Linked DNA regions of Mus musculus: all the other regions are linked to region 1. The links are chromatin contacts, called in public HiCAR-type, HiChIP or PLAC-seq and promoter capture Hi-C maps. All regions are on one chromosome and are shown on one strand. The core of a region is the stretch at or near the end of the contact, and the rest is flanking DNA. Distances in the headings are between cores, read along the strand shown.

Region 1 (4,017 bases), core at 860-3,359:
CATCCTCCGGGAACTTACATAAAATGCTGCAGCGCTCTCGGCACTTACACTTGTCTTTAAAACCGTTGTCTTTTCTACTGAGAAACTAAATGTTCCGCAAGCCAGTCCTCCCCAGAATCTTTTTTAATCGCAAAAAGTGGGCAGGCTACTTTAATCCTCTCCTGCAAATGACTAAACTGCAAAATATCCTCATATAGAAAGCTGACTTTAAACAATGTTTCATTTTCCCAGGGTCTTTTTTTTTTTTTTTTCAGGAACAGTAATACTGAAGCGATAGAACTGTCTGCTCAAATCTGACAAGCTTCCGAGATGACAATTATTAATTGGGACATCAGTAAAGCAAGATTTATGATGTAATTACATTAATACAACATATATTTTTGTTAAAGCAGCTTACAAACAGGTTTTTAACAACTACAAGCTAAAGATATGTTTCTTCCACTCAATTCAAAATTATTTCCAAACACTAAAATCTGTCATTTCTAGAAACTCTCAAGCTGGGGACAATGGTGCACACGTGTTAAACCCAGCAGGAAGCCGAGGCAGGAGAATCGTTACTCAAAGCCTAGCTGGGACTACGTGGCGACTGTCTCTGCAACCAACAAAATCCCTTTGAGGACTGGACCCTGGTTAGACCCCACATTCTTCTCAAATTCTTTCCAACGCAGTTCTCCAACGTTAAAGAGACAGAACGTCAAAACCCAGAATTTTACCAAAATAAAAACGCTAGAATAATCAACAATTTATTCTGAAGCTAGCTGCTCTTCGTTTGATGGCCTGAGAACGTTTTTATTTCCCCCTCTGACAATCATCTATCTGTATCCATAAAAAGTTAATACTGCCTCCGGACTCTTAGCAACGAACACGAACTGTTTAGATACTGTAAAGAGACCTAACTCCCCTTTACCAAGTCCCTGCGCTCCATCTTTCCTACTTTCAAGTCAAAGAAAGGTAAAACACGAAAGCGATCTAAAGGAGCTTGCTGCACGCAGCTTCCCCAAGGCACCTGAGCCGGAGAGCCAAAGCCAGGCAGGAACAAAAGGCGGCCGAAAGCCCTCCACTCCTCACAACTCCCAAGTCCGATCATAACAAGCTCCAAGTGAGGAGGCCTGTAACCGGTAACGTACGTTTTCATCAGGGTGTTTTTCCGGATCACACCTTAACGTCCGGAAAGGTGTCAGGAGCCCTGTCTCAGGCCGGTCCCCGGCACCTCGTGGACCGCCAGGCACAAACTTGGGCGGACTTAGGGGCAGGAGCAGAGCGCTACGCAACGTGCCGGAGACTTTGCCCGGCCGGAGTCAGCTGAGGCCGAGTCACCCGGGCAGGCTGGGGAGGGGAGGAGACAGGAGAGCTTGAGGGAGGCAGCGAGCCAGGAAGGCAAGCCTCCACCGCCTCAAGCGCTCCTGGACCACCGCCCTCGCCTGCGCGTTGGCGGGGACTCGAACCCGCGGAACCGGGCGCGGGCGGCGGGGACTCGAACCCGCGAAGCGCAGCCCGGTGCAGGCGGCGGGGGCCCGCCAGCTATGCCTGCGGCCGGCTGCCCGGCGAGGGGCGTGCCGGGTGGGAGGGGCGCGCCGGCCGCGCCGCCAGCCCCACGCGGGGACCTGGCCCTCGCAGCCGGCCGCGCCGCCCGGGCTGAGCGGGCACACGGAACAAAAGCGTCTTTGTTGAGCGGCGGCCGCCCGGAGGGTCACACACAATGGACGCGGGAGCCGGCGCCGCCGCCGGGCCCTCTGCCGCTCCCTCCCGCGCCGGCCCGCACCCGGCCACACACACATACACACTCACGGGACTTCTCCGACTCATCGACAGAGTGCAGGGCCCGCGGACAGCCCTCAAGGTCGGCTCAGGTCTCCGGCTGTGCTGGCGGCAGCGGCGTTTCCGAGGCTCTCGCTTTGCCGCAGTCGCCGCCATGTAACCCCGACCCGCCAGAGAGGGCGCGGAGAGAAGGCGGGGCCTCGCAGAGGCACGCCCCCTCACGTCACAGGCTCACTCCACGGCGGCCCCGCCCCCGCCAGCCGGGGAGCCGCACGCGCCGGAATTTCCAACGCCCGTGACTGCGCGCGCCGCGGGGGCGGTCGGAGCTGCACGCGGCCTGCTGGCGGGTACACCCCGGCCTCAGCTGAACCACCGCCCAGAGTGTCGTACCAAGTGACCCGACAGGGCGAGCGTCTGAACGGCTGCTGGGTCCCGTGCTGTCGGGAGGAAGTGGGCGAAGGCGAATATGCTAGGCCAGATTGTTGAGCAGATAAGCTCAGGGTGGTGTTGGGAAGGCCCCTGGGATCGGTCCCCGGGGTCCGTTGGCTGCTTCTAGAAGCATCCGCGGTAACCAGGGAGGTGAATGAGTGAGGGGTCCTGGGAAAACTGAGCAAAAGCTCAGTCAGCAGGGTGGCTGGCTTGTTGAGATCGCTGAGACCAGCCAGAGTTTGACATAGGCGTGCTGAGAAAGGTAGATAGCTGCCCTTCCAGTGCTTAGATGAAATTTAAGTATTTAGGAACTTAGATATAAAAAGCACAGGGTTTGCCTGGGAGTAGTGGCACATGAGTTAACTAGTCTATGTAGTGCCAGGACAGCCTATGCTATATAATAGACCCTGTCTCAAAAGGCTGGGAGAGCTTGTTGTTGTACCCCTGTGATCCCTGTCTTGGAGACCAGAAGGATTAGAAGATACAGTTAATCCTTGGCTGCATAGTGAGTTCAAAGCCAGCCCAGACTACTGAGACCCCGCCTCACAAAAAAGAAAAATGAGAGGTTCGGTTAGCCCTTTCTATCAGTGGTAATTGACCATCCTAAAGAAAATATGGCCACTGCAGTCCATGATCCACTGTAAGCAGCAAACCCCTTTCAGAGATGACACAGTCACTTGAAGTTAAGAGCTTGAGAGGAGCTTCAATGTTTCCTAATACAGAGATACATTAAAATATATGCTTTGTGAGACAGCATCTCTCTATAACTCAGCCTGCCCTAGCACACCTAATCTCCCTGCCTTAGCTTCCCCAGAGCTTGGATTATAGGCTTAGGCAGCTGAGCCCAGCTCTATTATATTTAAAGCAATACCATCTGAATACCAGGAGAAGAGCAGTAATGCCTACAGAAAGCGAGATTTACAGCTGTTGAGTGCAGCCGGCACTGTGAAGTTCTGCTCCACCGACCCACTCTGTCCTCCCTCTAGTTCCTCCTGATGGACTCTGGGACCTCCATCTTCCTCTAATGGCTGGACCCCCCGGGGTGGTGGTGGTGGTGAGCATAAATAGCAAGCCGTATGCTTTCTCTCAGAAAGTTTATAATGCATCTCTGCTGACTTCCATTAAAGCCAGCCATATTGCTTTATAGGAGTCAAAGGAGTCCACGATGTTAAGTGTTTGTGGAATCTTAAAAGAGAGGTCAGGGTGAGCTAGGTACAAAATTTTGGAGATTTGGTTTATGATAGGCCTTTCATCAAGGGGTCTTGACTGGGACTGAGTGGTGTGACAGTTTAGGATGGGAAAGGGAAGAGTTTTGAAAGAAGTCTAGGAGAATTTAATGTTGGATAAGCCCAGAATCTTGCTGGGGGCGGGGGGTGGGGGGAGGGGGGGTGGAAGGCGAGTTTACCCTGATGAGTTTAGTCACTTATGTGTTCTTTCCAAAAATAGGCTTTGAGGAAGTCCCTGCCTGAAAGCGCGATAAGGTATTTGCAAATTCATCTTCCTGGATGAGAATTTCTTGAAGTCGGTCATGCGTATAAACCAAGTGTGGTAGTGAACGCTTGTCATCCCAGCATTCTGCAGGCTGAGACAGGAGAATCTTGAGGTGAGGTCAGCCCTTGGGGTTCCAAAGCAGGCAAGCAATCAAGCAAAAAATGAGAGACAGCAGCAGGGAGTGCGAATGACCACATTTCATTATATACGTGTATGAAATTGCCAAGGAATTTTTAGGAAGAAAAAGGTCATGTTTGTATGCACAGCTGAATTTTGTTCATGGTAATACAGCTAGGCTAGATTTTTAATCCTATTGTATGAGCATAAACATGAGTGGAG
Region 2 (4,017 bases), core at 1,055-3,554, 3.0 Mb after region 1:
TGATCTCCACATGCCCACTAGGACATGCATATAGCCACACACACATACCATATGCCCAGAATTTTACACTGACACATACACACACACATCCCTCGATACAAGAAAGTCTTCTAATACATTTCAATGTCCTTTCTTGATAAATATTCTGAAAAAAAAAAAAAAACCTTGATAAAGGGACAGGAGAGACGCCCAGCACTAAGAGCATTACCCTGCTTGCTCTTCTTGTGGACAGGGCTTAATAGTCATGAATCTACATGGTGATTCACAAGTCCAACTCCTCTGTCCACCATAGCAACAGAGGGATGGACAGCTTCAAGCGATGGCAGTCTGGCGCAAATGGGATTTGAGTATGCAGCTAAGCTGCCCCTGAGTCTTAACATCCTTGGGAGCTTTTCAGAGAACCTGGTCCTTGAGCATCCTTGAAGGAAAGAAGCCAAAGGTGGGTAAGGCAAAAAAAGTAAAGGAGGCACTGGTGACACACACGCGCCTGTATGTGTATTTGTGTGTTTATTTGTGTGTGTGTGTGTGTGTGTGTGCGCGCGTGCACATGTCTCTGTACACTTCACTAAGACCTTCCATCCAGAGGTAACCCCTCTGAGAACACCCGAGCAAAGTAGACGTGAGTGTAAACTTTCCACCTGAGAAAAGAAACCGTCTTCCAAGGCTCTGTAGGTTAAAGTTGAGTGGTTCCCTCCCCCCACTTTTTTTAGTCTTCATCCTTTGCACTATCTGGAGGGAGAAAGTAGGAGGTGGATGACCCAAAACCTCTCAGTCCGACTCTCTCCTTGCTTAGTAAAAACCCACCGCGTCATGGATTGAACTAGTACAGGGTGATTCTTAATTCCTTTTCCAAAAAAAGGTTTAGTGATACAGATCTGGAAGAGAAAATGCATTTGTTTTGTTTTGTGAAAAGTACAGAAAAGCAGGAAGCTTGCTGTTACCCCACTTTCTCCCTCTCTTCTCCTCTCCCTCCTAGGAGTCGTCACGATTTCCAATTTACCCAGCAGCTTTCCCCTCATGACGGTGGACAGCACCCCTATCATTTCTCCAGAGCAGTACATCGGTTATAGTAGAAGAGACTAAACTAAGAGGTCATTGCTTAAAATCCAGTTCCCAAAACAGCTCAGTATCTGTGGCGGGAAAGTCTGACCTTCTCAGAGGAGGTAGAATATAATTCTTTCTGCTTCTAGTTTCTGGAAAAGGTTCATTACCCAAATGCTAATACCAGACAAAGGCATTGCAAGAAAGCTGCTAAACAAAACCTCTCATGAACAGCCGGGCCCAACAAACACCCAGCGACGTTAGCACATCAAAACCAGCAGTCACTTCTGAAGGCGGTTATCCACCCACTTCAGGATCAGAGTCTGCATGGACATTTAAGATTTGCTCTACTTCTGGCTTCTCCTGGCTCCCCCGTGTCCACACCCCCATTCTATGCTGTTTGGATTACTTTAAATCCTCAAGCACAGTCAAGACATGTTTTGTGATTGGCTTATTTTTTATTTTGCTCGATGTTTCTGTGTAAGTCCAAGATGCTTTGATAGTTTGGTGTTTTATTCACATTCCCCCAGAGAGTATTGTATCAAGAGATACTGTTGCTACATCTGTGTGTCATGAAATTCATCTATAAGCCCAGCACTTGAGTGCCCACTCCCAGGCAGGAGAATTAAGGCTATCTTCAAAGATATTAGTATACATAGTATTATATAATATAATTTGATGTAATTTATTTAACCCAGGATGGACCCAACCTTCCAGTTTTTCCTCAGTGTCTCCTACAAGACATTCAATGCTAAGATTCTGCGTGTCCTCTGTTTGATGGATGGTTGACCTGTGATCTAGTCTGACAATTCGAGGATCCCAATCCCAGCAAAGGATGCTGGAGCTTAGGCCAGGCCTGGAGGACTGTGTCCAGCTCCAAAATCCTTGCAAAGCTGGGTGTGCTTCAGGCAGTGCTATTTTTTTTTTTTTTTAACTTTAGGTATTGGGGAGTGTAGATAGGGTATCCTGCGCTTAGGCAAGCGCTTTCATCGAGTTATTTTAAGATAGAGCCTGAAAGTAATTGTCACGCAGACCCTCCTGCCCCAGATCTCAAGCCTGTACATTAGCCCGTCATGAACCTGAATTTCGAGGCACGGTTGGGATCGTTTCCGTGGCACGGAGACGCACTGTCCTCAAGCTGATGTTCCCAGCCAGACACTAGCCGGGCAAATAGGGGTCCAGGTGGCCGCTCGGTTGCAAGCGCCGATTGGTCAGGCCAGCCAGGCCCCGCCCCCGAAGCGCGGCGGCCAATGAGCGCGCAGAGGACTGGCGGGCGAGCTCGCGGGCGGCAGCGGAGTTTTTCCGACGCCGCGGCCTGTGCAGCTGAGTCTGGAACGACGTGCGACGCGCGGCTCTCCTCAGAGCCATGTCTAGGCGGGAACCCGCAGCCAACGCTTCCTCCTCGGGCGTTGCTCCCCGGCGAAGCTCGACCGGGTCCCGGGGCGCCGACCGGACAGCGACGGAGGAGACGAACCGGAGAGGCCGGGTCGGTAGCAGGGGTGCGGGCGGCGGCTGGAGAGAGCCCGCCGGGGCCGCCGAGGCTACGGCCGCCGGCCGCCGCGAACCGCCGCTCTGCTTCGGGGTGAAGAACGATGTGGTGGGCGCGGTGATAGGTGAGCGCCGGCGGCGCCCAGGCTCGCTGCATGACGGGGCGGCGGCGTCGGGGCTCCAGCAGCGCGGGGGCGCAGTTCTATGGCGGGCCGGGGCGTGTGTGGGAGAGAACCTCCTGGAAGACTCGCGCGGCATCCGCGGTAAAGGTCTTTCCGGTTTCCCGCAGGGGCCAGCAGCTCAGTGCGGAGGTGCAGCCATCACCCTCTAGGTCGTTTTCACACCTAGTGTGCTTTAGTGTCAGGTCAGAGCCGCAGCTTCGTCTCTGCCAGGAGGTTTAACTTGAGGTGAATGTAACTGCGGAGAGCAGTACGCGGGAGTCTTAGATGCGCAATTTTCAACTTTTCTGAGATGCATTTTACAGTGATGGAGATGTTTCCCTCAGTTGGCTTCAATTCTTAGTTTCAGTTATAGGGCTTTTTGGGGGGTGGGTTGGGGTCCGTGAAGTGAATATATTTAGTTCTAAAAGCCTGCTTTGTGGCATTTAATCGTATGTTTTAAGGCTGGTTACTAGAATAGACAAAGATTCCGTTTGCAGGGTCCAAGCTCCCCCGCCCTCCCCACCCCTCCCAATCTGAACAAGAAGCCCAGTATTTGAACGGGAAGCTCACCAGAGAACCAATAGGTTTGCGACAGATATTAGACCCGCTGCAAGAAGCAGTGAAGTCTAGGCATTGGAATACACACGACTCGTTGGTTGTGCATGCTACTGTGTTTGTTTGTTTGTTTGTTTCTTATTCTGGGTATTGAACCCAGTGCATCCCAAATAATTAGGTGCATCCTGAGCTACATCCCTAGCCTTGCAACCTAGATGGTTTATTCCAGTGTGTGTTAAAATATGACAATCTTTATTTTTTCCTCTACTGTTCATCTTCTCCCACCCCACTTCCTTCTTCCCTCTCTTTTTCTTTCTTTGAACTCAGGATTGAACCCAGAGCTTCATAAGAGTTAAGCCTATCTTTACCCCTAATCTGCTACTCAGCCCCACCTTACTTCTATAGTTAAGAAGTAAGCATATATAACGAGCGCAGTGTTAGTGGTAATGGGAGATTGTGTCCCAGCTCTTCCGTGATTAGAACTATACCGCCTCTCAGCTCCTCGTTTCTCCTTGGTCTTGTGCCTCCACATCACCGCTCTCTGCTGCTGCTGGAGTTATTTACTTCAGATCCTCAAGTAGAATCAAGGAACTTACAGTGTTTTGTGATTGACTTACTGTGGACATAATGTCCTCAAATTGTCATCTGGTTCTTAATGTCTGACAGAATTTCCTGTTAAAGACTGAACATTAGTTCTATTTTTTTAAATTGGTTATTTTATGTATTTACATTTCAAATGTTACCCCATTCCGAAAACCCCTCTCCCATCCCC
Region 3 (4,017 bases), core at 522-3,021, 2.8 Mb after region 1:
ACATTAGGGAAGCTGCGTCTCTGAGAAGTCCACCTCAGCATGGGTAATGAGAGCTATATCCCAGAGCTTATTGGACAGCTTGAAGTCAGCTGCACAAAGGCAGCCTCTCTTCCATAACTGTCTTACTAATTTAACCTCAAAGAGTAGCTTCATGAGCCTTTCTTAAGTTCCCGGACTCTTTCGAGCCTCATCATCCTACCAAGATTCTTTGCCACAACCAAATCAAAACCTGCTCTCACCTTTAAGAGTTAAGATGATTGATCTACAATTAAATTTGATTTAATCCCAGCAAAGGCAGGCAGACCTCTGTAAGTTTGAGGCCAACCTAGTCTAGGGAGCAAATTCCAGGGCTGCCGGGCTAGACCAGAGAAAGCCTGTCTTGGGGGGCCGGGGGTGGGGGTGGGGGCAGAGAGCAGAAAAAGGAAACTTAGTCAATATGGAAAAAGAACAGGGATCCAGGCATCCAGGGACACACCCATCTTCCCCACCTCAAGTCCATCTTCCAGGTACTGAAGTGAGTTCAGAGTTTAACCAGAGAGCCTCAGGCACGCACATCTAAGCGGTCCTGGTCTAGGCAGTGGTCACGTGTGCTCACTGCTTTTCTGTGCTTCAGTCTCATCTTGTAAGACGTTCTGACTAACTCTTAGAAACTGTGCCAAAGGAATGTTTCCCAGGAGACAAGATCCCCCTCTGACTGGATTCCTGGGGAGTGTCCCTTTTCTTTGAGGTCCATTGTTTCCGTAGTCTGATAGTCGGACTGAGAGACACAAAGTGTCTCTTTTCAAATGTATTTTTGCCAGCCTGTTACAGAAACGTAAGCCATTTTGCATTGGGGCAACTGGTTTGAGGGGCAGCACTTTTAAAGAGGTGATAAGGTGGATGAGGGCTCCGCTGTCACGAGTGAATTAATGTCACTGAGGAGCGGGTTAGGTACTGAAGAACTAGCTTGCCTCAGTTTTAGGCTTCAAAGCCGTCCTACAGTAAAGACAAACTAGGTTTATTCCTGTTCATGACTGTACCTCTGTTTCTCAAAGGCAGAGCTATGCCCCACCTGTAACCTTAACTACAAACGGTTCTTGATGGGCTGCCTATGACTGTTCCAGGAATGGCGGTCATGCCTTTTTAACCATCTGCCCCATTCTACAGGGTAAAATGAAAGGGGAAAAAATTCTTTAAGGAGAAAGAGAGGGAGGGGGCAAAGTTTCCCATTCATCGGGAGTCCACCCCTAAGGTGAATGCACGAGCTTGCCGCTTTCTCTCTCGTCAAGGGAGGGCACACTTTTTTTTTTCTTTTATTTTACCCCATCCTCAGCAAGTGAAAGAAAGCCCCTCAATTTTGGCTTGCCCAACCTCCAGAACTGTACGTCTCTAATTTGTTTTCAAAAATAAAGTCTTGAGTGTCTATTTTAGCATCACAAGAATGGACCACAGCACGATGCTCCCAGTCGCTGATTCCTCTCTACTGTACTTTTGTTGGCAATGAATACAATGAATTCACAAATCTGCAAGCTCTAACCTTTCAATAGGTTGATGTTATAGTTATTTTGAATACAGTGCATTTATCTGAACTGCTTATATTACTGGGTTCCCCCGTAGAGAATGTAAACACTTCCAGCACAGGAATCGGAGTCCTCGCGTCAGCACCCCCAAAGAGTGTACTCAGTAATGAGTCAGCGAAAACTTTTAGAGCAAACCTGTTCTTCTCCCCGGGAAACAAAGCGTTAACCAACGTGCCTAGGGGGCGTGTACATTTCTTAAATGTTCAATGGCTGGTGGGCGGAGCTTCCAAAACGACCTGCAGGACGGTGAACTTTCGCTCGCAGAACCGCTTCTTTCCAGTGCCTGGAGACAACAATCCCACAAGAATAAGGTGAGTGAGTGCGTACATGTGTGTGCGTGCGTGTGTGTGTGTGTACTCCTCTTGCACTGAGTAGTTACATAATTTTGCTAAAGCTACAGTTTATAATCCGCAATTGTTTTAACTTTGTGATTTATTTGCTGTTCACTATCTCAAAGCTTGTTTAGGCCAAATAAAAGGCACAAATTTTTTCTGCCTAGTAGATGAGCGGTTGGTATGGTCTAAAGGTCTTGGTAGGGTTCGTTTTCTCTGCCATTTAAGTAATTAAAAGGCAGGAGGAATTTCAACTGCAACAGATAGCAGTGAAGAAATCTCAAACCCTGCAGACAGGAGCAGAGACTCAGCAGCTGAAGAAGGGGGCTTGCTGGAGGCAAGCAACCACCCACATGCAGCAGACACACAGAGAAAAGATCTGCAACACTGAAGCCACAAAATCTAAAAATCCCCGATCTCTTCTCGAGGGCTGGATTTGTTTGTTTGTTTGTTTGTTTAGTCTCTGAAGACCCCCCCCCCCCAATATAGGGTAATCACTTTAAAGAAAAGAAGTTTCTCTGGCCTGTGACTCTCGTGTAAACCAGCCCTAATCCAGATGGCCTAGAAGGTGTTGAGTTAGTCCCTCAGCAGTGGCCTGCTGCTGGGAGGTAAAAGCCTGCAAGGCCCTGGTTTTAAGGGGCCAGGCTTTTGTCTCAGCCTGGAGGGTATAGAAGAAGCCAGCCATCTTGGAAGTTCATCAGGTTTCTTACATATCCATGGCCCCTCTCCCTGTCTGTCTAACTTCTAGTCTCTCATGATTCTGAAGAAAATAGCAAATGGACATCTATCCAATGGACACGCGTGCGTTGTCTGTGCACAGCTTAAGTATGACTGGGCACACCAAAACACCCTCACACATTATAACTTCAAAAGTTGAAGAGACCTGAGAAACCTGCACATCAAATCCTACACTCTCCTGGCCCTGTGTGGAGTCAGAGCAGTTAGCACTCCCTCCCTGTGACGATGCTCGTGTGTGTGTGTGTGTGTGTGTGTGTGTGTGTGTGTGTGTGTGTGTGTGTGTGTGTGTGTGTGTGTGTGTGTGTGTGTGTGTGTGTGTGTGTGTACGTACTCGGGAGCGCAAATGCCAGCCTTGGGAACAAGAAAGCAGCATCCCGTAGCCTCCCCTGAGACTCATACCCCCTTTTGATTAACAACCAACTTTTCTCAGGTGCAGATGGCTCCTGCCCTCGAAGGAAACAGAACCCAATACCCTTGAAATGATAACAGCCCACTCTTAGACTATGAAAAAGAGACAATTAAGTGTTCCCAGACAGCTGTGGCCAGTTGTAAAACTACACCAGCTTCCTATAGCACAAGGTACTTTTCCCAGGTCGGAAAGGTTCCTTTCCAGCTGCACGTTCCGCCCCGCTGTCAGAACAAACCTGATATCAGGTTTGAAGAGCAGAATTCCTTTACCCTCTCATGGAATGCCAAGGCTTGGAAACCCGGCCTGCAGTTTTTTCCTTTATAAACCCCCTTCACTTAGACCTGGGGGTTCACTCTCTTTCCTGTTTCATCAGGAAGGTTGGTGGCCCAAGCTCGAGCTTGAATAAAGACCCTCATGCAATTATAGCAGGTTGTGATTCCTGATGGTCTCTTTGGGGTTTTTACAATCTGGGCACAACAAAGTAAATACATAAGACTTTTTTTTAAAAAATGATTTTATTTGTTTACAGTTCAAATGATATTCCCCTTCCCGGTTACCCCTCCACAACCCTGCCATCCCACCCCCCTCTGCCCCCTCCCCTTTGCCTTTATGAGGGTGCTCCTCCACCCATTCACCTACCCCCGCCCCCCGACTGTTCTAGCACCCCCCTGAGCTGGGGCATCAAATGTCCACAGGACAGAGGGCCTCCCTTTGATATCAGATAAGGCCATCCTCTGCTACATAAGTATCTGGTACCATGAATCTCTCTTTGGTTGGTGGTTTAGTCTCTGGGAATTCTGGGTTGGTCCAGTTGATATTGTTCTTCCTTTGGGGTTGCAATCCCCATAGAAACCAAATGGTGGCTCACAACCATCTATAAGGGGAACTGATGCCCTCTTCTGGCATATGGGTGTATATGCAGCAGAGCACTCAATAAATACATTTGCCAGGACCCAACGGGGATGACTTTAGCTGAAAT
Region 4 (4,017 bases), core at 1,133-3,632, 2.8 Mb after region 1:
CTTCCCTATACTTCAGAATTATACAAGCAAAAAACACTGATGTACTTTAGGGGTACCCCACTGTCACACCCAGTGTTCCCAATCACTTGGGAGAAACAAGGTCACTCATCACCCCAATTCCTGATGGCATTTAAGGTCGCCCCTGACAAGAACAAGAGGTAGAAACTAACTAGGCAGCTTAGGGTAATAAGACCCCAAGAAAAATAACCATTTTTTTTTCTTGGCTAAGAGCCAGAAATGAAAGACTGGGGAGACAGCTGAGTGGTTTAGAGCACTTGTTACACTTAGAGAGGACCAGAGTTCTGTGTTCTTGGCAACCCTTTGGTGGTTCACAACCATCAGGAACTCCCAGTTTCAGGAGATCCAACACACTCTTCTCAGCTCCTCCGGCATCAGATACACATGTGGTGCATATATAAATAAAAATGTTAAAATGCAATAAAAACTAAAAACTAAAAATGATATCGGGGCCTCTTGACAGCCTTGTCCTTGCCAGAAGTGTTAATGAGGGTGCTAATCCCTGATTTTTAGTTAGGGTTACCTTTTGAGGGGGATGGATATTAGTGTGTAGTAATAAACGTGTATTAAGATAAAATTCCTTCTGGTCAAGAGAATAGAACCTGATGAGCTAGTTGGGCCAAGTCAATCACTCAGTGAAAGAACCACTCTAGGGAGTTTACTGTAATTCATGCTAATGAGGCAGAACAATTAGCCTTACAATGAGACATTGTCTTTTCATTTTCAGAATGTCAGTCTACAGGGTCACCAATCTGCCTGCTTTTCTAAATTATACAGAAAAGTGTGATTTCTTCTCTCTTTTCTAATCTAAGCATGCTTCCATAATGCTTGGGCTTCCCCAGCATTTTGGGTCTTCTTACTCTTTCTCTAAAGTTCCCTCTCCCACCATGAAGCCACTTATCCGTGCTAGACTAAATGGGATGACTTTGCTCATTACCTTCTCCATTTTCCTCCTTCAGCAGCTTAAAGTTACAGCCTACCTGTCCTGGGTGTTTGCCTTTTCGAGTGTAATAGCATTTGTCCTAATAACATTTTTTTAAATAAATAAATTTAAGCAGGGACTGGTAAATAGGCTCATGCTCTTATTTCCAGAGTTTGGGAGGCAGGCAGATCTCTAAATTCAATGCTACCCTGGTCTACAGAGAAAGTCCCTGAACAGCTAGGGCCACACAGAGGAAACCTGAAACAAACAAACAAGTAACTAAATAAATGTTTAAAACAAGAGAGAGAGAGAGAGAGAGAGAGAGGAAGGAAGAAGGAAGGAAGGAAGGAAGGAAGGAAGGAAGGAAGGAAGGAAGAAAGAGAGAGGTGGGGTAGAACTGTTCCCAGACAGAATCTTTGTTACGACTGCTTGGAACCTTCACCTGAACTCATATTCTCTCTCTCTCTCTCACACACACACCTTTTAAACATATTTACATCTCTATTTACATCTATTAACATAACAGAATTTTTAAAGATTTAAAAAATTTTTAATTAAAAAAAAATTTTTTTCCTGTCTCTAGCTGCATAGTCGGCCATCAGTGGAAAGAGAGGCCCTTTGGTCGTGCAAACTTTATATGCCTCAGTACAGGGGAATGACAGGGCCAAGAAGTGGGAGTGGGTGGGAAAGCGTGTGGGGGACTTTTGGGATAGGATAGCATTGGAAATGTAAATGAAATAAATACCCAATTAAAAAAATAAAAATATATATTTTTTTTAAGTTAAAGAATAAAATAAAGTTTTAAACGAAAATTAAATTGCAGGAACTACAAAAGAAAGGCAGACTGCCACATGCAGCGCCTCATTTGGATGTGTCTGGAGTCTTGGAAGCTTGACTACCCTACGTTCTCCTACAATGGACCTTGAGAGCTTGTTTGGAGGTTCTAGCAGGGGAGCGCAGCTACTCGTATACCCTTGACCGAAGACCGGTCCTCCTCTATTCGGGGAAGGTCGTCCTCTTCGACCGAGCGCGCAGCTTCGGGAGGGACGCACATGGAGCGGTGAGGGAGGAAGGGGACACCCGCCTAGCCAGCCAGATCAGCCGAATCAACCCTGGCGATCAATGGGGTGACAGATGTCGCAGCCAGATCGCCCTCACATCCGAGAGTAAGCAGGCTCTTGGTAGGTATATAAGGCCATAGAATTTTGTAACTTTACACATGTGGTGACCTTATGTAGCCGACTGTACTTGATATTATAACAAATCCTGAATCCGTTTTAGGGTTAAATAATCCTTTTTATACTCGCTTCGTTCTAAGTTTAAATTAAAATACTTAAATTTAGGATGTTTTTACTGTTAACCAAAATGCTTTGGGGCTATGCAAAATACAACAGTTTGGATTGGTTAAACCTTCCGAAGCCCCGCCCCCGACGGCCATGTCTATTCTACGGCCCGGCTCTGCTCCTGGCCCAGGCGCCCGTGTCCGGTGCGGTCCCATACGAGATGGGTTCTCTGCCTTCGGTGCGTGTCGGCGCCTCTGCCAAGGCGGAGCGGACGGCGAAAGGTAGACCCAGCGCATCTCCAGCTTCACGAGACTCACGCGGCCTTCCGTGGGCCGTAATCGTCTGTCTCCCTCTGTGGCCGAAGTGACACACCGAAGCGAGTAAAAAGCTAATTCCTAGAACAGTGTGATGCACCCGGCCCTCCGTTGGCTTCCCGTGCCCTTTGTAGCTAAATTTGGAAAATCCTGAGTTTCTCAAAGTCCAAGAACTTTATAATGTGCACTGCTAGGCTAATACCTTTACAACGAATGCCCCCCAGCTTCCCTGAATCGGAATGTGAAAGTGACACACTGAAAACCAAGGCTAAGGGTTCTGTCCTTTCTTTCACGTGTTAAAATGGTGGCATCTTTTTAATGCGCGAGGGAAAACGCAACAACAATAATAAAACACTCCTCCCAAATCCTGAACATTCAGTTATGTCCAGAAAATTGGGATGAAGATAGGACTTTGCTTTACCGCTCTGTACTGCGTTCGGGTTTTTTGTTTGTTCGGTTTGTTGTTTGGTTTTTGGTTTAGTTTGGTTCGTTTGTTTTCCAGAAAGGCCGAAAGCCATCGTGACGTCGAGGCACAAGCTCCACTGTCCTAACAGTAGAGGTCGCATGGAGTTCGTGAGACGGGCATTAGCTGCCGCTGGAGCTGTACCCAGCCCACCGTATTTTCACAAATTAGCCAGACAATACGCCTTCTCTTCGCATCACTACTGGTCCGGGTCAGCCATAAGATCCTTCCTGTTAGGGACTTTTCTTTGAACTAAGATGTAATTAACGGGATTCATTACCCCTTTTAAGTTACCCTTGGTTTCTACGAGGGATAACAGGTAATAAGGACAAAGGGAAGTAATGTAAATTTTGTCAGTTTTATTGATTATACACCCTCTAGGTGAATTTTCTGTACCTGCGTTGCACGGTTGGAAGCCTTGTTTCCTGGCCTGCGAGTGCAAGTTTTGCTTTTGTTCTATTCTTCAGCTTCCTGTGGAGATTTTCAGATACAAGCAAACAAAACATTGCATAACTCTGTGTGCAGCCCTTACCCGGATGTGTGCAGCTTTAGGGTGTGCTTGGTATGTCTCCTGCCTCCTCTTGGTTTGTGGGAGTCTTTCCTCCTAACATAGTTTCATATGGGAGTGCCACGATTTGGTATTTATTTCCAACGGGTAAAGGTTATCACACCCACCAAAAAATCTGCAAGGCTTTATCCTCAAAGCAGTCTGTCTCATGCGGAGTTTTTACTAATGTGTCTCGGTGCTGCTCTAAACAAGGTCTGTAGACTTTACACTATGAATAACTTGAGATTTATAAAAATGTTGTAAAGTTGAACCTCAGAGCCCTCAGTCCTCCCGGGTGCTAACGCCTTACATAACCATGATAAACTGAGAAGAAAAGTGTTACTGGTGTGCAAGTAAATGGGCAGCAGACTTAATTATGATTTCAGTGTTTCTACTAAAGTCCTCTTACCAATCCAGTATCCCACAGTGTATCTAGTCATGTTTCCTCAGTTTCCCCAAGGCTAGGATGG
Region 5 (4,017 bases), core at 403-2,902, 2.7 Mb after region 1:
CATAGATCCCAGGACCGGCCTGCCAAGGGATGGTACCACCCACAAAGGGCTGGGCCCTCCCCATCAATCACTAATTAAGAAAATGCCCTGCAGGCTTGACTGCAGCCTGATCTTTCGGAGACACTTTCTCAGGTGAGGCGTGCCTTCCTCTCAGATGACTCTAGTCTGTGTCAAGTTAACATAAATCTAGCACACACTTTAAAACATTAATTTAAGGAGAGGGAGAGAGGGAGGGAGAGAGAGAGAGATCTGTAAAGAGAATTAGTGATTCTGAATTCTGGGTCATCTTTTCAGATGTGATTAAAAGTTTATCACAGATCACAGTTAATAGGTTTGCTAATATTGAAGATCTGGTACTGCACCAAACCCCACACCATGCCAGGCTAGTCGGAGGCTCAAAAATAACTAGTTGAATACAGAATGCCTATCTCAGAACAGAATCCATTGTTAACCTTGATTTTGACAGTAGGAACTGGAATTTTACTACATTTAGTCGATTTTAATCCCACTTGAAATAAGCAGGAGCTTAGTTAATCATCAGTATTTTCATAGTTGAAAATTACTCAAGCATCATGGTATAGTTTAGTGGGTTAGTTTCTTCGCAGATGAGATTAACTGAACATAAAGAAGGTTAAGGGCTTAATCGTGGTTTGAGGACTACTTTTGAAAGTTTAGAAGAAGAATCAATTAGTGTGTTTTCTGTGCACCAGACTAGTTTCATAAAATAAACCGTTGCAGCCAATTCATGTTAAAAAAAAAAAAAAAGCCACTTGAGTGTTCTCCCAGTCAGTCTGGTATCTTTCATTCTTAAATCATCCAGCCCTAGCCGGAAACTAGTTTCTTAAGTCACTGCAGAGCCTACATACTCCATGCAACAGTCCCGTGAGACCGGAGCTGTCACACATGGAGCTTGGCGCAGTCTCTCCGTCCGCACAGCAGAGAAGCGGCTTAGGCCCTCGCTATCAAGAAACTTGGCAAGAATCCCTCCAAGTCCAGTTTGCCAGCACTGCCTGCGAATATCCTACCAGGGCCACTGACACCTCGAGGGCGTGCGTCCCAAACGTGGAGCTCCCGAAATCATCTATGGGCCGGGCTGCCAGAACAGAAGCGATCAACAAGTGTCACCGCTTGCCAGGGCCACCTCCCTTGTGCAGAAGCCAGGACAGGTCACCTGAGACCCGACTCCCAGCTCGGACAGTCTGGAGTGACCGAAGCGGGCCTTTCCTCGGCTATCCGTCAAACCCTGCCCTCACCACCCGGCCCTTGCTGCCCTCCCTCCTCGGTTACCATGCTGGCCGGCGGCCGGCCCAGTCGAGGGGCTTCCCGCGCCCGGCTCCCGGAGGGGTGGCGGCTGCCCGGTGTCTACTCCTGCCCGTCTGCTGCAGCGCGGCTTAGCAGAGTTCTCGGTCGGAGAAGCGCACCAGGCAGCGGCAATAACTGCGGGCCCGGCGTACGGCAGCCATTTTCGCGGGACAGGGGGCCGGAGGCAGGCGCGCTGCGGCGGCCGGGGACTCGAGCTGCGGAGGGGTCGCCGGTCGCCAGCGGAGGCCGAGCACCGAGCGAAGAGCTGAGCGTCGGCCCAGCAGGAGACGTCTGGACGCAGCGGCGGAGCTGCCTGCTCTGCTGCGGAAACTGCGCCGCCGCGCCGCGCATGCGCAATGCCGTCGTCGCCGTCGCCGCCGCCTGCTTGGCTACCAGCCACCCGTCGCGAGCTAGGGTGATGGGCCTACTGTGTGCAGCCGTCGGTGGAGCTAAGCTGGCCCGCCTCACTCAGCCCGCCTGTTTGATGCTGAGAACACCCAGGCAGGAAGGAGCAGACGTTAGCTCAAAATGTTTGAACCTGAATTTGGAGTAGAGCCCCCTGAGTCGATCCTAATTGGACATTAGGGGACAGTACTTTAGGCGCCCTGGACACTGGGTGCCCTGTCAGAATGAGAAAAGAGAGCGAAAACTCAACAATCATTGAACCCCACAGACTCTGAACCGAAGAAAACGTACGCTCATGTGTGCAGCCGGAGAGTGGTAACAGCCAACGCAAGTCACGTCGAACTACAGATCCCACAATACAACGGGGGAAGGACGGCCCTTTTCAAGGCCTGAAACCCGACTCCTGAAGGAGTGGACACTACAAGGGACGCTGGGATTTGTAGTCAAATGTTCCACGTTGAGCCGGAACTTACACCCACCCACCCCCAACCCGGTGCCACTTCTTACAGTCCAAACATCCGATTCCACGTCAATAGAAGGCACTTGGATTGCACATTTTAGAACTTTTTCACCTACAGGCATATGCTAGCAAAACTTACGGGCTTCCTGGCCTCTGACAGACATTTAGACAACATTTATTGAGTTTCTGTAAGTGTTAGAACCTAACAGCCAGGACGCTACATTCACCCGACTTCACAGAACTTAAAATTTTATTGTGCTACTTTATTCTGGAGCTCAGAAATGAAGTACGTCTTCGGCAAAGACATGGAGGTAAAAGGGGAGGGGTGCAACTTGATTACAGTAAGAAATTGCAAATCCTGTGTATGTTGTCTATTTAGTTAGTTTGTATTCCACTGAGTCCAGTTAATGCTGGAATATTGCCTTATCTTTTGGGCCTGATTTTGTAGAAATTATCATAATTTCAGTAGGCTGATGAATACACCTGTCGTGACATATCCAAAAGACAGCATCTCGGAACACTCTTTCCTGTCCCCGGGCTCTTACATTCTCTCCACCCCATCTTCTTTAATGTTCCCGGAGCTGGGGGCTGGGGAGTGGATATAGATATGTCCCATTTAGGGCTGAGCACTGTCACCTATTCTCGGCAGATTTTGTAAATAATGGAATCCACCTCTAGGTGGAGACTGTCCTTGGCTCCTCCCTTATAGACTAATCTAGTGGGATATAGGTCAGGGACTTGGCCCATGGGATTACCCCTAGGAAGGTGAAATCAATTTAAGACAATGTCATTTTTCTTCCAGAATCTAGGGTGTCATTCCCTAGAAGCCACCATGAGATTCAGGCAGAACCAGGTAAACTTTTTCTAGCTAGAGACCAAGAATGCTTTTACATTCCTTAACTAAAGCTTTGAGCTTCCTTGTCCTCCGAAGTTCCCCTTCCGGTCGTGTTCCACGCCTGTTTCTCTGCTTCAGTCTCATCCTCCTGGCTGTTTCCCGTTTTACAACTCGCCAGTCCTAGTTTTCCTAGTTCTTGAGGTGCTGTCTGTGTCCAAATTTAAATTATTTTATTAATGAGACTAAGAACCCTGGAAGGAGGCTTCTATTTCCTCGGAATCGTATGGTGGCTCTTCGGGGACTTCCCCGAGATTTCTTAACTGCCTTTTAATTCCTTTCTTTAAAAGACTTGCTTACTGTTACTTCTGTGTGTGTACGCTTGTGTAAGTTTATGTGCCACCATGAGTGTGAAGGTTCCTAAACAGGCCAGAAGGTATCAGGTCACCTGCAACTGGACTTAGAGGTGATTGTGAGCCATTTCACATGGATTCTGGAAACCTAAACTGGAGCCCCTTGCAAGAGCAGCAAGTGCTCTTGACAGCCAGACCCAGCCAGACCGTCTCTCACAAAACAACATCAGCTAAACATCAGCTTTCACATGAAGTTTCCACAGTGTTAGAACTAGTCAATTTCATTGAAAGGGTTGAATGTTTAAGGTGGGCTGGCCAACTAGCACACGAGGAAGGTTGGAAACAGCATTAATCTCTGCATATAAAAAGACAGAAAGCAGTTTAACAACATGTGCATTTAGCAAAACAACAGTCAAGGGCTCCCTACGTGGGGCCTGTAACCTCCTCTTTCCTCCATAGGGCCATGGACTTTTGACAAGGTTGGAGCAGGTCTCGGAGCCAATCAGAAAGCAGCTGATTCTCCCTATAGCTTATATGCCTCTTGCATCCTTAGGCACATGTTGCCCAAATCCTATATTTCAGAACAGCCCTTCTCTATGGATGGTTTCATTTGTACACTACTAACTACCTATGATGTAGGTATTCGACGGATGCCAATATGTCAG
Region 6 (4,017 bases), core at 908-3,407, 2.6 Mb before region 1:
GCTCTTGACTAAGGATTGATGCAGTGTCTCTGTGGGCGGTGCTACTTGTGGGTTTGGTGGTCCTGGATGCTGTATTAAACAAACAAACCACACACACACACACACACACTCACACACACACACTCACACACACTCTCACACTCACACACACTCGCATGCACACACACTCACACATACACACACACTCACACACACACACACACACACACACACACACACACACACACACACACACACATTCTCTCTGACCAGCCAGGAAATGGTACTCCTCAATGATCTCTCCTTCCTGCCTCCAGGTTCCTGCTCTGACTTCCCTCAGTGATGGATTGTTGGCTGTGAGATAAAATAAACTCTTTGCTCCCAACTTCTCTATTAACCTCACAGGTTCATCATGGGAGGCCAAGGAGTACATATGAAAACTTTTGAGCAGACCACAAATGTTATACATGGTCAGAGGAAGTCTCTTCCTGTCCAGTGTAGTGCAGTAAATACACGGTCAACTTGGTTCAGCATGGTGTTTAAGGAACATCATCTTTCTTCATTTTGTTTCAATGCAAATACTGTTCCTCAAAGCAGCACCAAGTCCCAAGTCATTAAAGACCCCTGGCTGTAACTGAATAAGAACATCTTATTAACACATCTTATCCAGGAAACAGAAACACTTGGGGTCTGTTGGGACTAAGAAGCCCAGAGGGAGAAGAAAATAATCATAATAGAGAAAAATCTAGCCAGTCTGGGAATGCTGGCTCAAACCTATGCCAGCCAGTCTGGACAGCATAGGAGTGAGGCCCATGTTTGTCTGGACTGCAAATGAGACCCCGTTTCAAAACAACCCAAACAAAAATGTAATTTAAAAGGCAATAGTTCCATATGTCATTTTTCTTTCTATTCGAATTTATATTCTGAGGTTTAGAAATTGTCCAAACTCATCTAAATTATAAGACAAATTCGGACGCAACTGTTATTTTACACGGGGTTAAAATGAAATTGTAAAGTAGACTGACTTTTCTTTAAGTACATTTTAGAGTAAGTGCGGGAGTCCTAAAGGCTTTCCAAAACCACTCTCCCCTCTCTCACTCCCACCCTCCTCCCCGCATGCAATCAGGAGGATTCCTGGAACTTGCTAAAGGCAGTTAGTGACAAAAGCTAGATTTCCGTCAGCGGCTTTAATTAAAGTTAGCTTTTAGCCTGTGCCCTCGTCATGTGCCAAAGATTTAGATCGGGATTAGCAAACGCTAATCCACGTGTAAAAGCTCTGTAGGCTCCATACGGTACCCCCCCCTCCCCCCGTTAGCCCGCCCTCTTTAAATGTACGTATCGACTCCTCTGGGTTATCCTTAATTAATTTCAAGAGCTGTGAACAAATTCCCATCGTTGGTGTCTTCTTTCATCAGCCTAACTTTTAAGCAGGTAACCCCCAAAGTCTGGCCTCGCACAGCAAGCCCTGGATAGCCCCTGGTCTCACTTCTACTCTCTCTACTTTCTGAGTTTAGTTCTCACATTAAAAACTTAATTAGCTTGAAGCAGTGTTAAAACGTCCCCCGCCCCCCAAAGTAACTGCTAATTTTAGGGCTCTCTAAGATGATTTTGAAGCCAGGGCTGGATCTGATGAGACCAGAGAAGATAAGAACAGTCTCCAAATGTGGGTGGTAGTTGGGGGGTGGGGGTTGTCGCCATAGGATGCCTCCGGGGGCGCTGACAAGCCTCAGAAGTGGGAACTGGGTTTCCCTGAACAGGGCCTGGGCTGGTGAGCAAGGCAGGGGGATGGGCAGGGGCCATCAGGGGAGAAGTCTCCGGCCTTTCCACATCTCTCAACACCATCCCTCCACCCCAACCCCCTCCTCCGTGCAGAATCTTCAACTGGCCCGCAGGAGGGAGAAGGGCCCCGGGGGGCTGGCCGCGGCCAGGAGGATTGGCCTTTGTGGCCCGGTGGCCGGCCGTGGCGCGCAGGCCGAGGGGCGGGGGCTTGACCCCCAGGTGCATTGTCCAGCGGGGCCCTCCCCCTGTCCCCGGGGTCGCCCAGGCGATCTCAGCGTGTCCCTCCGCCAGCAGCGCCGACCTCGCCGTGCGGGGCCCAGGGGCCAGATGTAGAAAGTAGTCCCCGGCCGGCCAGGCTGTCCACTGCGCCGCCCTCTACAGCCTCCCTCCGCCCCCGGCTGGACGCGGCGCGCGTGGTCCCCGCGGCCTGGCGCACTCGCGGGGCTCCGTGCGCCTGCAAGCGGCGCGTCGCCTTCCCACGCCGGAGCAGCGGGTTGCAGCAGGAGCTGCGGGTCCAGGAGAGCAGCGGGAGCAGCGGGCGCGGGCGAACAGCCCGGGAGCATGCCCGCGCAGCCCCGCTGAATGGCGCCTCCCGTGCGCCCGGGGATGCTGCCCCTGCTGCTGTTGCTGCTACTGCCGCCGCTCGGCTCGGTTCCAGGTGGGCGCGCTTCCCATGCGAGTGTGCGCGACCGTGCGCGGGGAGGGGGACGGGCAGGGATGCCCCGGGTGGTGGGGCTGGCCAGGGTTCTCTCCGGATGCGCTCTCGGAGCGCTCCGAGGCCGAGGCCGAGTCTCCCTGGATCCGCTGACCACTAGCCCAGTTCATGCCATTGTCCGAGCTGCGGCCAGCTGGGGGCTCCGCGCTGCCTCCCCGGCCGCGGCCGCACGTGGTTTTATTTATATTGTTTCCTGAGTGGCAGCCTCTCCACGCAGGGGGGCGCCGCGGTTGCGCGCCGTTTCCAGGGTTTGCAGTGGGGTTCCTCCAGGTCTCGGTGGCCAAGCGGGGCGCCCCACGTTTTCGAAGCTCCAAACTGAGCAAGAAGATGGGAGGATGAAATTGCAAAGAGAAAGTTGTATGGCCCATTTATGCCCCAAGAGAGGCAAGGAGAAAGGTGTCTGAATAGAACTTACTTTCTGTATGTAGGTCTTTGGGTTCCCAGCTAGAGGTCCCTGAAATCTCTAGATTAACCTTGCACAAACTTGCATAAATTTATTTATTTCCCTTTCTGCAGTCTTGGTTTCTTCAAGGACAGGAAAATGTAAAGTGAATATTAGGGAAAGGAGGGTCTTTGACGAGAGGGGCTTGAGTTATTCATTTATAAGTTACCCTCACTGGTCTCTTCCTCCTTCTCCTTCTCCCCTTCTTTCCCCTCCTCCTTCTCTTCTTTTCTTTCTTTTTTTTTTCTTTCGTATCTTTTTTTTCCCCCCCTGGAGGAGTTAGTTTCAGTTAGCAAGAGAAAGGATCAAAGTGGGATGCGGCTCAGAAACACAATGGGCGTCTTCCGGAGTGGTGCACGCTGCAGGGCTGTTGGGGTAGCTGCCCAAGGCAGACCTTAGGGGAAGTCTGGAGCCCCAGACTCTGAGGTTTTCAGGATCTATCTTGATCAGAAACAGATAAATCATTACTGAGTATTTGTAACCAGGGCCTCGAACTGACCAGAAGAAATGTTTAAAAAAAAAAAAAAAAAAAAAAAAAACAACTCCCACCAAGACCCCCACTTTTTTTGTTGGCTCAAATCAACAAGCTTTTGCTCTGATGGCAGGAGTGCTTTATTCTGGGGGACCTGGGGCTTGTGTATGCTTGGATAAAGCATTTCCTCTGCTCTGATAAAAATGTGTATTGGTTGATTAAGCAATCTCCTATCCTTCTTAGACAGTAAGGACCAATTAGTCACGCATTTTTTTTCCAACAGTTGGTAGCACTAAAAAAGTGAAATAAAGGTTTCCTAACCCGATCACCCACTGAGTACAAGCGGCAAGTTACCAACTTTTCAAAGTCTATTGTGTGCCCTTTAAATACCTAGCTGGCTTGGCAGAAATGAAGTAAATGGATTTCTTTTAAGGAGTGGAGACAGCATCCCTGCTGTAAAAGGGCAGATAGGAAAAAAAAAATGCAAACTTGTAATTTGTCACAAAAGATAAACGTACTTCCCAAAGGAGTAGGTGCCGGGTTTCCCAAAAACACTTCAGGGGACAAGGAAATAAACTTGCTTGTTCACAGAGTTGGAGTTTTGCTAATGATTTCTTGTAAAATTAGACT
Region 7 (4,017 bases), core at 993-3,492, 2.5 Mb before region 1:
AATATTATGCTTTTTGATAAACATCAGTTCTGCTTTTATTTGTTTTTGATTTTTTTTTTTTTGAGACAGGGTTTCTCTTTGTAACCCTGCCTATCCTGGAACTCCCTCTATAGACCAGGCTGGCCTTGAACTCAGAGATCTGCCTGCCTTTGCTTCCTGAGTGCTGGAACTAAAGGCATGAACCACTACTGCCGGATAGTTCTGCTGTATTTTATTTCAGACAAGGTCTCATGCAGCCCAGGCTGGCCTCAAATTTAGTATGTAGTAGAAGTTAGCTTTGAACTTCTGGTCTTCCTGTTTCCACTTTGCAAGTTCTAGGATTTCAGCACACACAGCTACACCTACCTGGTTTGTGTGATGCTGGGATTAAACCCAGGGCTTTGAGCATGCTAAGCAAGCTCTCTACCACCTGAGCTACCTCCTCAGCCCATCAAGTCCTTTAGTATTTTATAATTTATTTGGTTTTCCAAGATAGGATTTCTCTGTGCAGCCTTGCCTGTCATGGAACTTGCTCTGTAGACCAGGCTGGCCTCGAACTCAGAAATAGATGCCTGCCTCTGCCTCCCAAGCACTGGGACTAAAGGTGTGTTGGCACACTGCCTGACTTCTTTTTTATCTTTATTTTTAAAGATTTATTTATTTATTATATGTAAGTACACTGTAGCTGTCTTCAGACACACCAGAAGAGGGCGCCAGATCTCATTACAGATGGTTGTGAGCCACCATGTGTTTGCTGGGATTTGAACTCAGGACCTTTGGAAGAGCAGTCGGTGCTCTTATTCACTGAGCCATCTCACCAGCCCCAATTTTTTATTTTTAAGTATGTGCATGTGTGTATGTGTGTGTGTGTGTGTCTGTGTGTGTATACAGTGCCTGTAGAAGCCAGAAAAGACACAAGAGCTTGAGACAACATGCTAGGAACAAGAATAGAATAAAAAGAGGGAAATGGCAAAAAGCAGGATGAAAGTGAAACAAATCAGCAGGATGTTAGGTTCTCTGCTCAGAAGGACTGACAAAGGAGCAGAAGTTTGAGATAATGATCTGCTGACAAAACAGGTCAGGATCAGGAAGGGAGAGATACTAACACCAACTCTACTGATCCTAAACTTTCTGCAATAAATTATGCTGGAGTTTAAACATTTCCCTAAATGCTCTCCAAACTTTTTTTTTCTAGTTTAAAATGCAGCATTCTATGTGCAAATAACTTCTCTAGTACTTAATTACATTTATCATTCACATCAGACTCGCGTAATGTAGAAACTGGGCCTAAGGAAGTAGTGTAGAAGGAGCATTTAGAATAAATGAAAGATCTCAGTCATTTTTCTGCTAACAATGCACATGGCACTAAAGACGTTGGGCTGAACTACACGGCCTTCAAGTTTCTTGGCAGCTGAAGTTCGGTGTGTATTATTGAAGTCCAGTGTAAGCTACTGGGAAATGGATCAGTTTAAATCCAATAGATCCTACTATGGAATTGCAGCAAAGTTTATTGTGAGGCTTTTGGGTCTCAAAAATTGAAGTTTAGGTCCCTTCCCAGGGTTAAGGGAATGTACACACCAGTGCTCCTAGGATGGGTGACGGCGTCAGCCCCTGAACATCAAACGTTGCTTTGTATTTTGAGACAGAATATTTGTGTTTATCAGGGTGGGTCTCCAACTGAGGGCTCTGCTCAAGTCGTGAGATTACAGGCTACCACACAGCAAATGGTCAGAGCAAACCAAACGTCCTGACTCTAAATGTGCCTTGCTGTCACAATGTACACATTCCAGCTCTGCCGACCCATATCCCTCTGCATCCTAAAGCTCCAAGCTTTTTCCTTTCCAGAGCTGGGAATACAACCCAGCCTCTCCCAGGGAGCCACACCACAGCTTCTCTTCTCCTTTAGCAAAAAGTCACTTTAAACTATTTGTATGTAATTAAGTTGTGCCTGCGTGTGAGTGCGGTGCCCTCGGAAGCCAGAAGAGGGTATCAGATTGGAGCTCCTGGCGCTTGAGAGACGCCGAGCACGGGTGCTGAGCCTCGAACTCGGATCCTCTGGGAAGCAGTGCCTGCGCACGGCAGTCTCCTGTCCCCGAGCCCTCTCGTTTCCGTGTTCTGCTCTACTTCGTCCTCATTCTCTCAGAGGCAGCGGGGACACAGATACTCCAGACTCAAGTAGGACTACCGACAACTGCAATACCCAACATAGTGGGAGACCGAGGGTCCTACTGGACCCCTGACCCGGAAGGACCCTAAGGGCCGGAAGTGATGGCAACCCCGCAATCCCCGCTTCCCTAGCAACCCGATCGGCTTCCTAGCGACGTAAAGTGGCTGTGCAGTCCCTGGTCCCGCCATGCCAGTGCGAGTGAGCGAGTTCAGCTGGCAGCAGACGCCGGCCACGATCTTCCTGTCGCTGCCTTTGCGGGGCGTCTGCGTGCGCGATGCTGACGTATTCTGTGGGGAAAGTTACCTGAAGGTGGGCGGGGCGGAGATGCAGTTGCTGTGCGCCCCGGGAGCAGGAGCTGTCTTGTAGAGTGTCCATGGCTTTACTTTTTTAAAGTTAATTTTTAATTTACATTTTTTACCCTTAATTAATTTATTTTTGTTATGCTAAGGATCAAACCCAGCATCCTGTGTATGCCAAGCCACTGAGCTACATCTCTAGTAACTATGTATATATTAAATGTATGAATGCGTGCATTCATGAGTGTGCATCAGGTGTGTGCAAATGCCTGCGAAGGCCAGAAGAGGGGGGTCAGATCTCCTAGAACTAGAGTTACAGATGGTTGTGAGCCACGCAGGATGGAAGAATAAGTGCTCTTAACCACTGAACCATCTCTCCAGCCCCAATAGCTACAGGGGTGTGAGCAGGGTGGAGGGTGTCTTATTCTGTAGCCCACACTGGCAATCCTCCTGCCTCAGACTTCCAAGTGTTGGGATTAATGGGATGCTCTCCCATCCCTGGCTAAACCTCAACTTAAAGTTGATAAACAAGTCTAAAGCTGCTGAGATGGGCCAATGAGTTAATGCACTACCACCAAGCCTGACAGCTGCAGTTCCGTCCCCAGAAAGGAGAAAACCAATTTCTCACAATTCTCTGACCTCCTCCTGCGTGCCATGGCACTCAGACCCACACACATGCGCACAACGTTGTCATTAAAACAACAGCTGGGCAGTGGTGGTGCTCACCTTTAATCCCAGCACTTGGGAGGCAGAGGCAGGCGTATTTCTGAGTTCGAGGCCAGCCTGGTCTACAGAGTGAGTTCCAGGACAGCCAGGGCTACACAGAGAAACCCTGTCTCGAGAAACCAAAAAACAAAGCAAAACAAAACCAACCATCCAACCAACCAACCAAACAAAAATATCTAAAAAAAAAAAACAAAAAAACCAAACCAACAACAAAAACAAATCTGTTGTCAGTGTGGTGTCATCTAGACATATTCAGGTTCCAGATTTGCTTTCATCTATTGCGTCCTCATATGCTTTGCTAAATTATGCTGCCTGGAATAAATTCAGTGGGGTTTTGAGAAACATTTTACACACACACACACACACACACCGGGATGGAGAAGGGGAGGGCTGGCTTCAAACTGGCTCCCTCACTTCGTAGCTGAGAATGGCCTGGGATGTCTGAGCACCCTGCTTCTACCTCCTGAGTGCCCGGATAACAGGCCTGGGACACCACACCAGGAACTATGTCCCCACCCTAGCATGTTTGCTTTTTTTTTTTTTTTTTTCTGGAATAAACGGTTGTAAATTTTTTTGATTTACCTTTATTGATGTGTGTTGCAGATTTGGCTCTGTGCATGAATGTGTACCATGTGCTTGTCTGATGCCCTAGGAGTTCAGATGAGGATGTCAGATCCCCTGGAACTGGATTTCAGAGGGTTGGGAGTTTCCATGTGGGTGCTGGGAACAGAACCCAGGTTGTCTACAAGAATAAGTGCTCTTAACCACTGAGCTGTCTCTCCAGCTTTTTTTTTTTAAGATGGCAGTGTCTTTAATTTGTGTAACTAACTCAATGCCTCTCTCTCTCTC

What was found. Promoter capture Hi-C pulls out the DNA fragments that hold promoters and counts their contacts. HiCAR-type assays count read pairs that join an accessible place to other places. HiChIP or PLAC-seq counts read pairs in DNA pulled down with a chosen protein or histone mark.
Region 2: a promoter capture Hi-C map of embryonic stem cells shows a contact between it and region 1, with 5 times the contacts expected there. The contact joins the promoter of Ddx43 here to the promoter of 4933433G15Rik in region 1. A contact is called at or near these places in 4 of 39 promoter capture datasets (cranial neural crest, embryonic stem cells, liver and 1 more).
Region 3: a contact with region 1 is called in a promoter capture Hi-C map of stem cell-derived epiblast-like cells, with 5 times the contacts expected there. The contact joins the promoter of Gsta4 here to the promoter of 4933433G15Rik in region 1. A contact is called at or near these places in 5 of 39 promoter capture datasets (cranial neural crest, hippocampal neurons, liver and 2 more) and 1 of 115 datasets of contacts at active chromatin or transcription factors (embryonic stem cells).
Region 4: a HiCAR-type map of astrocytes shows a contact between it and region 1, with 6 times the contacts expected there. The contact joins the promoter of C920006O11Rik here to the promoter of 4933433G15Rik in region 1. A contact is called at or near these places in 4 of 39 promoter capture datasets (cranial neural crest, frontonasal cranial neural crest, hippocampal neurons and 1 more), 1 of 484 Hi-C or Micro-C datasets (CD4 T cells) and 1 of 115 datasets of contacts at active chromatin or transcription factors (astrocytes).
Region 5: a HiCAR-type map of astrocytes shows a contact between it and region 1, with 7 times the contacts expected there. The contact joins the promoter of Fbxo9 here to the promoter of 4933433G15Rik in region 1. A contact is called at or near these places in 3 of 39 promoter capture datasets (embryonic stem cells, erythroid cells and pre-B cells), 4 of 115 datasets of contacts at active chromatin or transcription factors (astrocytes, embryonic stem cells, stem cell-derived neural progenitor cells and 1 more) and 1 of 9 other capture datasets (adipose tissue).
Region 6: a contact with region 1 is called in an H3K4me3 HiChIP or PLAC-seq map of stem cell-derived neural progenitor cells, with 7 times the contacts expected there. The contact joins the promoter of Prtg here to the promoter of 4933433G15Rik in region 1. A contact is called at or near these places in 1 of 39 promoter capture datasets (embryonic stem cells) and 1 of 115 datasets of contacts at active chromatin or transcription factors (stem cell-derived neural progenitor cells).
Region 7: a promoter capture Hi-C map of pre-B cells shows a contact between it and region 1, with 2.1 times the contacts expected there. The contact joins the promoter of Dnaaf4 here to the promoter of 4933433G15Rik in region 1. A contact is called at or near these places in 1 of 39 promoter capture datasets (pre-B cells) and 2 of 115 datasets of contacts at active chromatin or transcription factors (embryonic stem cells and stem cell-derived neural progenitor cells).

What each region holds. Positions count from the first base shown.
Region 1 is chr9:75,408,075-75,412,091 of GRCm38.p6, forward strand. 4933433G15Rik (RIKEN cDNA 4933433G15 gene) reads left to right here and starts at 2,110. Exons shown (of 4, transcript NR_040719.1): 1 at 2,110-2,692; 2 at 3,634-3,790. It overlaps Mapk6 (mitogen-activated protein kinase 6), which reads right to left and starts at 1,942. Exons shown (of 6, transcript NM_015806.5): 1 at 1,789-1,942.
Region 2 is chr9:78,393,473-78,397,489 of GRCm38.p6, forward strand. Ddx43 (DEAD box helicase 43) reads left to right here and starts at 2,305. Exons shown (of 17, transcript NM_001191044.1): 1 at 2,305-2,654. The coding sequence starts at 2,408.
Region 3 is chr9:78,190,195-78,194,211 of GRCm38.p6, forward strand. It overlaps Gsta4 (glutathione S-transferase, alpha 4), which reads left to right and starts at 1,772. Exons shown (of 7, transcript NM_010357.3): 1 at 1,772-1,870.
Region 4 is chr9:78,173,532-78,177,548 of GRCm38.p6, forward strand. It overlaps C920006O11Rik (RIKEN cDNA C920006O11 gene), which reads left to right and starts at 2,383. Exons shown (of 4, transcript NR_040401.1): 1 at 2,383-2,504; 2 at 3,040-3,211; 3 at 3,468-3,562. Rn7sk (RNA, 7SK, nuclear) reads right to left here and starts at 2,102; the gene lies at 1,771-2,102.
Region 5 is chr9:78,107,004-78,111,020 of GRCm38.p6, forward strand. Fbxo9 (f-box protein 9) reads right to left here and starts at 1,653. Exons shown (of 13, transcript NM_023605.2): 1 at 1,288-1,653. The coding sequence starts at 1,290. It also overlaps a transcript of Cilk1 not described here.
Region 6 is chr9:72,805,117-72,809,133 of GRCm38.p6, forward strand. It overlaps Prtg (protogenin), which reads left to right and starts at 2,158. Exons shown (of 20, transcript NM_175485.4): 1 at 2,158-2,416. The coding sequence starts at 2,341.
Region 7 is chr9:72,956,543-72,960,559 of GRCm38.p6, forward strand. Dnaaf4 (dynein axonemal assembly factor 4) reads left to right here and starts at 2,243. Exons shown (of 9, transcript NM_026314.3): 1 at 2,243-2,455. The coding sequence starts at 2,333.